Linked DNA regions of Mus musculus: region 2 is linked to region 1. A link is a contact called in public HiCAR-type data. All regions are on one chromosome and are shown on one strand. The core of a region is the stretch at or near the end of the contact, and the rest is flanking DNA. Distances in the headings are between cores, read along the strand shown. Region 1 holds the start of Rbmxl2 (RNA binding motif protein, X-linked-like 2). Region 2 has its middle 21 kb from the start of Syt9.

Region 1 (3,568 bases), core at 565-3,064:
TTAAGTGATCAGCTCTCACACTAAAGTTACCTAGGTCCCCACCATCATTTACGTGATTTATTTACACATCATTTACTGTGAAGAGGCACAATAACCAAGGCAATTTGTAGAAGAAAGCATTTTACTGGGATTTGATTACAGCTTCCAAAGGTTAGTTCATTATCATCGAGGTGAAGAGTGTGGCAGGCAGGCATGCATGGCACGAGAGTAATAAGTGACAGTTACATTCTGATCCTTGTCAAAGATGGGGGTGTAGGGAAGATGACAGAGAGAGAAAGACACTGGGCCTGGCATGGGTTTTTGAAACCTTAAAGCACACACCCAGTGACACAACTGTTCCAACAAGATCACACCTCCCAATCCTTCTCAACCGTTCCACTCCCTGGTGAGTAAGCATTCAACTATTATTCTATAGGGCCATTCTCATTCAAACCATCGCGTCATCCTTGGGCACCAAGTATGTCCTAGAAATAACAAAAGGCATTCTTTCCCAGAAATGCTAAGGGTTTTAGGAAGCCCTATACCAAGAAGCCTAGACAAAGACTGTGTTATATGTCTGTAGCTTGTATGAAGGTGTTAACAGTGCAAAATGGAATTAAATGGAATCCAAATGTATTTTGGGGTCAGGTTTCCTAAATGATTTGGTTAGGAAGGAGGCACTCTCCAGAGTGGTGGATGTTCCAATGTTCACCAAAGAGAGGGAGAAAGGATGCAAAAGAACTATATAAGAAATATTTTAAAAATATCACACTAGTCACATAGATAAATCACAAAATATGCTGGGTGAATCAGCAAAATCACAAGAGTTCATTGTGATTACAGAAGTAAATGTATATAAAGCCAAAGAACAGGAAAATTCCACTTGTGGTAGATGAGAAAACAGTGAGCCCAATTGTGAGGAAAGCAGGCACTGTTCTGATGGAAATACAATGGGAGAGTTCCAGTGAGGGGACTGGTAGGCATCTTGACGTGTGGGGGTCATGGTTACATGGATACACACACCCGTGAAAGATTAGGCATCAAACTAAGCACATTTATAAACTTAGAGAACATTAGAGAAAATGGAATAAGAAACTTCTTCCACAGCTGAGGAAAAATATGACAAACCATTTTATAAGAGAAGTTTTAAAAAGGAGGAGAAATAGACAAGATAATCATGGTTAGGATTAAACCTTACAAACTGGCAGGAAGAAATGTGAAAACCATTTTCGTGTACACATATGAGACCAAACGGACAAAGGTTTAAGTAAATAATAATAATAATAATAATAATAATAATAATAATAATAATAATAAGTAAATCCATCTATTCCACTGTTGATTCCCCTTCCAACACCTTCTTCCCTTCAGGGGAAAAAATAAACCCCGCATCTCATGACTAAGCTTTATATACAAACTCCGTTCTAAATCTTTTAAACGACTCCTAATTTCATTTTCCAGGGGGTTGTTTGTTTGTTTGTTTGTTTGTTTTAAACTCGTGTGGGTAACTAGGTTTGGAATGCTTTGGGATTCTTCTCATTAAGAGCAATGGAACTTTCTTTCTTCTTCGCCTAACGGCTTTTGAATTCAGCCGCGCTTCTGGGACGGGGCCCACACGTGAAGCCAGGGCCAGCAGAGTGAGCCGGGAGAGCCCACCGAAGCCACAAACCAGTTTCCGCCTCCCCGAGACACTCGCTTGAGGTGCGGACCTGCCGACCAATCACAGGCAGGAGTCGCCCGTGGCTCAGGGGCCGCCGGGCCCTGCCTTCCGCCCTCCCGCCTACGCACAGCGCTCCCCGACCGGTAGGAGGCGGTCTGGACCAGCCGAGGAGCTCAGTGTCGCGCCGTCTCTCGGCTCTTCACCACCTCAATCGCCGCTGCTGCCGTCGCTGCTGCCGACATGGTTGAAGCCGACCGTCCAGGGAAGCTCTTCATCGGCGGTCTCAACCTCGAGACCGACGAGAAGGGCCTCGAAACCGCTTTCGGCAAGTATGGCCGCATCATCGAGGTGCTCCTGATGAAGGACCGGGAAACCTCCAAGTCCAGAGGCTTCGCCTTCGTCACCTTCGAGAACCCCGCGGACGCCAAGGCCGCAGCCCGAGACATGAACGGCAAGTCCCTGGATGGTAAGGCCATCAAAGTGGCCCAAGCCACCAAGCCGGTGTTCGAGAGCGGCCGGCGCGGGCCCCCTCCTCCCCGAAGCCGCGGCCGCCCGAGGGGCCTGCGCGGGACCCGTGGCGGCGGCCCGAGGCGCCCTCCCTCCCGGGGCGGGTCGGCCGACGAAGGCGGCTACACGGGGGATTTCGACCTGCGGCCTTCGCGGGCCCCCATGCCACTGAAGCGCGGGCCGCCGCCGCGCCGGGCCGGGCCTCCGCCCAAAAGAGCAGCGCCGTCGGGCCCCGCGCGCAGCGGCGCGGGAATTCGCGGGCGGGCGGCGGGCTCCCGGGGACGAGACGGCTACGGGGGCCCGCCGCGCCGGGAGCTGCCACCGCCGCGCCGCGACCCGTACCTGGGCCCGCGCGACGAGGGCTACTCGCCCCGGGAGAGCTATTCGAGCCGCGACTACCCGAGCGCCCGGGACCCGCGCGACTTCGCGCCCTCGCCCCGCGACTACACCTACCGCGACTATGGCCACTCGAGCGCGCGAGACGAATGCCCTTCCCGGGGCTACTGTGAGCGCGACGGCTACGGCGGCCGCGAGCGCGACTACGAGCATCCTAGCGGAGGCTCCTACCGCGACCCCTTCGACAGCTACGGGGACCCGCGTGGCGCCGGTCCTGCCCGAGGGCCACCGCCATCTTACGGCGGGGGCCGCTATGACGAGTACCGAGGCTGCTCGCCCGACGGCTATGGCGGCCGCGACAGCTACCGCAGCGAGCGCTACTCGAGTGGCCGTGAGCGCGTGGGTAGGCCGGAGCGCGGGCTGCCGCCGTCTGTAGAACGAAACTGCCCGGCGCCGCGGGATTCCTACAGCCGCTCGGGCCGCCGGGCGCCCCCGAGGGGCGGAGGCCGCGTGGGAAGCCGCCTGGAGCGAGGGGGAGGCCGGAGCAGGTACTGAGCCCGCTGGCCTCAGGACTGGCATCGGAAGTCTAGAAAAAGAAGAATCAGTTTCCTGGTAACTCATCCAAGGACTAGTCCTAAGAAGAGTTGTTTTTCTTATTTTTACCGTTTTAAGATTTTTTTCCCCCCTTGTTAACTTCCTCTGCAATTTTATGCATTTGAGAGGCAAAAAAAAAGTTAAAACTCGTTTAATTTCATTTTGGAATTGTTAAACGTTTCAACAAGCTCGTGTTAAAAGTATGACTTGAACCTGCTGCGTAGTAGTCTTCCTTCTCGTTCAAAATAGTTCCCGTAAAGGCTTCTTCCCTTCCAAATTTGCCTGATAAATGAGGCAAACAGTTCTAAGGTCTTTGCACAGAAATCTTGCCCACCTAAAGCGGAAAAAGGATCGTGCCCCTCAGACCAAACTGGGGATTGGGGAGAAAGAGTTGGGGGGAATTGGTGTTTGCTACTCCATTTCAAAGTGTCTTTCAAACTGAATCTGTTTCCAGTACTAAAAACCAACCAAACGGCAACCAAACCCACTTAG
Region 2 (3,567 bases), core at 194-2,693, 140 kb after region 1:
GAGAGTAAGAAACTTTGCAACAGTCCTAAAGGGACATCTCCATCAAATGCTCAGGGCTCAGGGAGCCCCTCAGAAAATGAGGCAGAAAGAGTGTAAGAGCCAAAGGGAATGCAGGACAACAGCAAAACAACAACAACAAAACAAACAAAACAAAACACCTTTTCAATCAGTAGTTCTCAACCTGTGGGTCAAGACTTCTCTAGGGTTGCCACATATCAGATATTCTATTTAACAGGTATTTACATTCTAAATCATAACAGTAGCAAATTTACAGTTATGTAGTGGCAGGGAAAGTTTTATGTTTGGAGATCACTATGAAATGAGAAACTTTATTATAAGGTTGCAGCATTAGGAAAGTTGACAAGCACTGCTATAGAACAACTGAGCAAAGCTCACATGAACTCAATGATATTGAAGCAGCAAGCAGACAGAGACCTGGTCTGCACCCAGTCCTTTGCTTTTAATATAAGTAAATATACATATATACTTATAATATATATTTATATATACTTTATTACATATATTATATATGTAACTATATATATTACATATGTTTTCCTTATATTACATGTCTTATTATAGTATAATATTTATTATATACATATATAATTTGCTTTTATACATATATACATATATATATATATATATATATATATACACTCATATATAGTGGTTTTATGGGAATCCTGAATGTGCAAAAATAAGTGAATCTCTGATTCTTTTGCCTTTTCTTGGACTTCTTTCTCTATTTGTTTCATCCAATTCTGTTGTGTTTGTTTTTGTTTCATCATATTACATTACATTATATTGTTTATCATGTTATTATTTCTTAGAAGTCTGTCGGCATCTGAATAGGAGGGGTGGGGGGGAAGTGAGAGGAATAAATAGAGGGAGAAGAAACTGAAATCCAGATGTATTATATTAGAAGAAAAAAAGATAGTTTCATTTAAAGAAAAAAAAAGAATAACATGACAAATATGCATTCACCTGCAACCTGGACTTCACGGTGGTTAGTTCTTACTTAGGCATATAAACTAGATTAACTCCATTCAACATCCAGGTTTTGATTGTACACTCATCGGTAGTTTCAGCCATCAGTACTTGGGAATAAACACAGAGACCCACACTTGACTATGCAAAGTGAGAGACCTTGGAACCCTAAAGGGATGTCTCCATCAAATCCCTCCCCTCAGGGAACCCTCAGAAAAGGAGAACTCACTTTGTAATGGATTCTGAAGTTCTTGTTGGCTCTGTTGCTTCACAAACAGAAGATTGCTCTCACTAGTCCCTATTTATTACATGTACATATGAAACATTCTCCTAATTTCTACCTCTGGAAACAAATACTAGACTATCAAGTTTGCATAGCTGTAATTTACCCATGCATAGTCCAGATCCACACTCTTCAGTATTCTTTTATCATTCCTTCCCTTTTTATATGCAACTGCTTTGCCCATCCTTATTTTGCATGCCAATGGAAGCTTCCGTTCATCTTACCTAAGTTAGCACAACAGCACTTCTTAAAAGAGGTCATCTAATGATATTTGGCTTCCAGAAATCTCTCCTGCACACCACTCTCAGATCACCATCTTGTGGTCTTCTCTACATCTCTCCTCAGCCACCCCATACCCAGGGTCACCACTGTCCCTTACAGATTTAAATGTCAAAGATCTGGCTAACAAACGCTGTTCTTTTGACAGAACAAGCCTAATGCTTTAAAATTCTTGTTCATTAAATCAATAAAGAAGAGAGCAGTGGTATATGGAAGATTCATTTTGTAATCACACATTAAATGTATTTTTAGAATTGTGAAGTTTTGTTTGGGAAGTCCAGTATATATAATATGTGCACACCATGTACTGCACATCACGTGCAGACACATACAAACACTACATTATAAAAAATGGCAGCAATGCCAGGAGGGAGGAGAAGAAAGTAGCTGACCGTAGCTCTTCTTGAAGCTTTTTAAAGCATGATAACTAGTGCTTTTCTGGGCCTCAGCACAGGTTTCTGTAAAACTGAACCCCTGGCATGGTAACACATCAGAGAGAAAGGAAGATGTCATTTGGCAATTTGGCTGATGCTGATGACACAATTGTTTCCCATGAAACAAGTTAGCTCCAGGGGAGGGCTGCCTATGAGAATAGGGAAAGGGTAAGAAGTTACCAGAATTGGTACTATTTTTTTTTATGAGAAAGCAAACTAAGTGGTTTTTGTTGATGTTGTTTCTGAGTATGAAAAAATGCTTCCTATTTATTCAAACTGTGATAATAGTGGAAAAGGTGGAGTTGAAAACCAGAAATACAAATCTTGAGAAGTGGGGCTGGATGGAGATGGCTCCACAGTAAAGAGCAGTTGCTGCTCTTACAGAAGACCCAGATTTGGTTCCCAGAACCTACTAGGTAGTTCACAACTACCCACAATTGCAGTCTAGAGGATCTGGCACCTTCTTCAAATACAAAGAGCACCACAAACATATATGCGTGCACTCACATATGCATTTAAGATTAAATGAATAAATCCTTAAAAAATAAACACAACACACACACACACACACACACACACACACACACACACGGTTGAAGTGAGATCTATCGAGGCAACTCTGAGCTTTCTTCTTGCACATCCAAAGGATTGCTAACATGAAAATACATATAGCTACATGGAAATATCAGCAAAAATCCCAGCAGATTGTCAGTGAAGCTGTTGTATATGGACTATAACTTTGGAAGATACTAAAATGTGAAAAGCTAGTCCCCTACCACAGAAGCAGAGAAGCCACCATCTGTGGATCTCTCATGCCCCAACCACACATACTAAATATTTTCTCTGTGCTTTTAAAGAATTCAGTTCCCAGGATTCAACACAACAGAGTCCTAGCGAGATAAGTGGAGTCTTGTATCCAGAGATCAAGTAGTTGGTAGACAAGCACAGAGAAGCGTTACACTTTCTATTATACTTCTGAACCACACAACAAATTCAGTGGTTTCCACCATATTTCCCTTATTATAATCCTTACAGTCAATTAATATATGAAATGTAATTGCCAAAGGTCTCTTCTATTTTGTTGTGATTTTCATTTAATATTGATATTAAAAGTTATTTTGAGAGGGTGCTTGCAGTAGTGGATTAGTCAATCTCAAGTGTGGTATCCCAGTTAATAAAGTTGTCTCTAGGCAGACTGCCTGACTATGAACCCCAGCTCTTCTGCTTATAGTCTGTGTCACCTTGGGCAAGTGATCCACTCTCCTCCACGCTTCAGAGCCTTTGTCAGTGAGACGCAGGTAATACAGCATCCAGACTTCCAGAATTATGTTGAGGAATCAATGAGTTAATCTCTGCAAAGTGCTTAGAACAGCAACAGCTCCACAAATGGGCTCTGCCTATGTTAACACTTAATTCTGCAATGAGACAGCCAGTGCTGGGGGAGGGTGGCAGGCACCAGGGACAAGAAAAGAAACCTTAAGCTTCTGCAGTGCAGAGAAGTTCTTTTTGCCTCCGGAGTCATGCTGACCCAGAAACAGTGTTAGTGGTATGACATTAGACTACTTTGTGCCCCATGAAAAC

Evidence for each region. HiCAR-type assays count read pairs that join an accessible place to other places.
Region 2: a HiCAR-type map of embryonic stem cells shows a contact between it and region 1, with 3 times the contacts expected there. The contact joins the enhancer-like site here to the promoter of Rbmxl2 in region 1. A contact is called at or near these places in 6 of 39 promoter capture datasets (embryonic stem cells, liver, stem cell-derived epiblast-like cells and 1 more), 5 of 484 Hi-C or Micro-C datasets (embryonic stem cells and nephron progenitors), 7 of 115 datasets of contacts at active chromatin or transcription factors (all in embryonic stem cells) and 1 of 9 other capture datasets (adipose tissue).

What each region holds. Positions count from the first base shown.
Region 1 is chr7:107,207,631-107,211,198 of GRCm38.p6, forward strand. It overlaps Rbmxl2 (RNA binding motif protein, X-linked-like 2), which reads left to right and starts at 1,815. Exons shown (of 1, transcript NM_029660.2): 1 at 1,815-3,286. The coding sequence starts at 1,880. The coding sequence ends at 3,037.
Region 2 is chr7:107,348,003-107,351,569 of GRCm38.p6, forward strand. No RefSeq gene overlaps it. Among named protein-coding and RNA genes, the nearest start is that of Syt9, 21 kb to the right of the region's middle. Within about 2 kb of position 1,444, at least 1 of the 459 cell types and tissues checked has an H3K27ac peak or open chromatin away from gene starts, as enhancers often do. A contact at or near this core is called in embryonic stem cells, where this site is marked.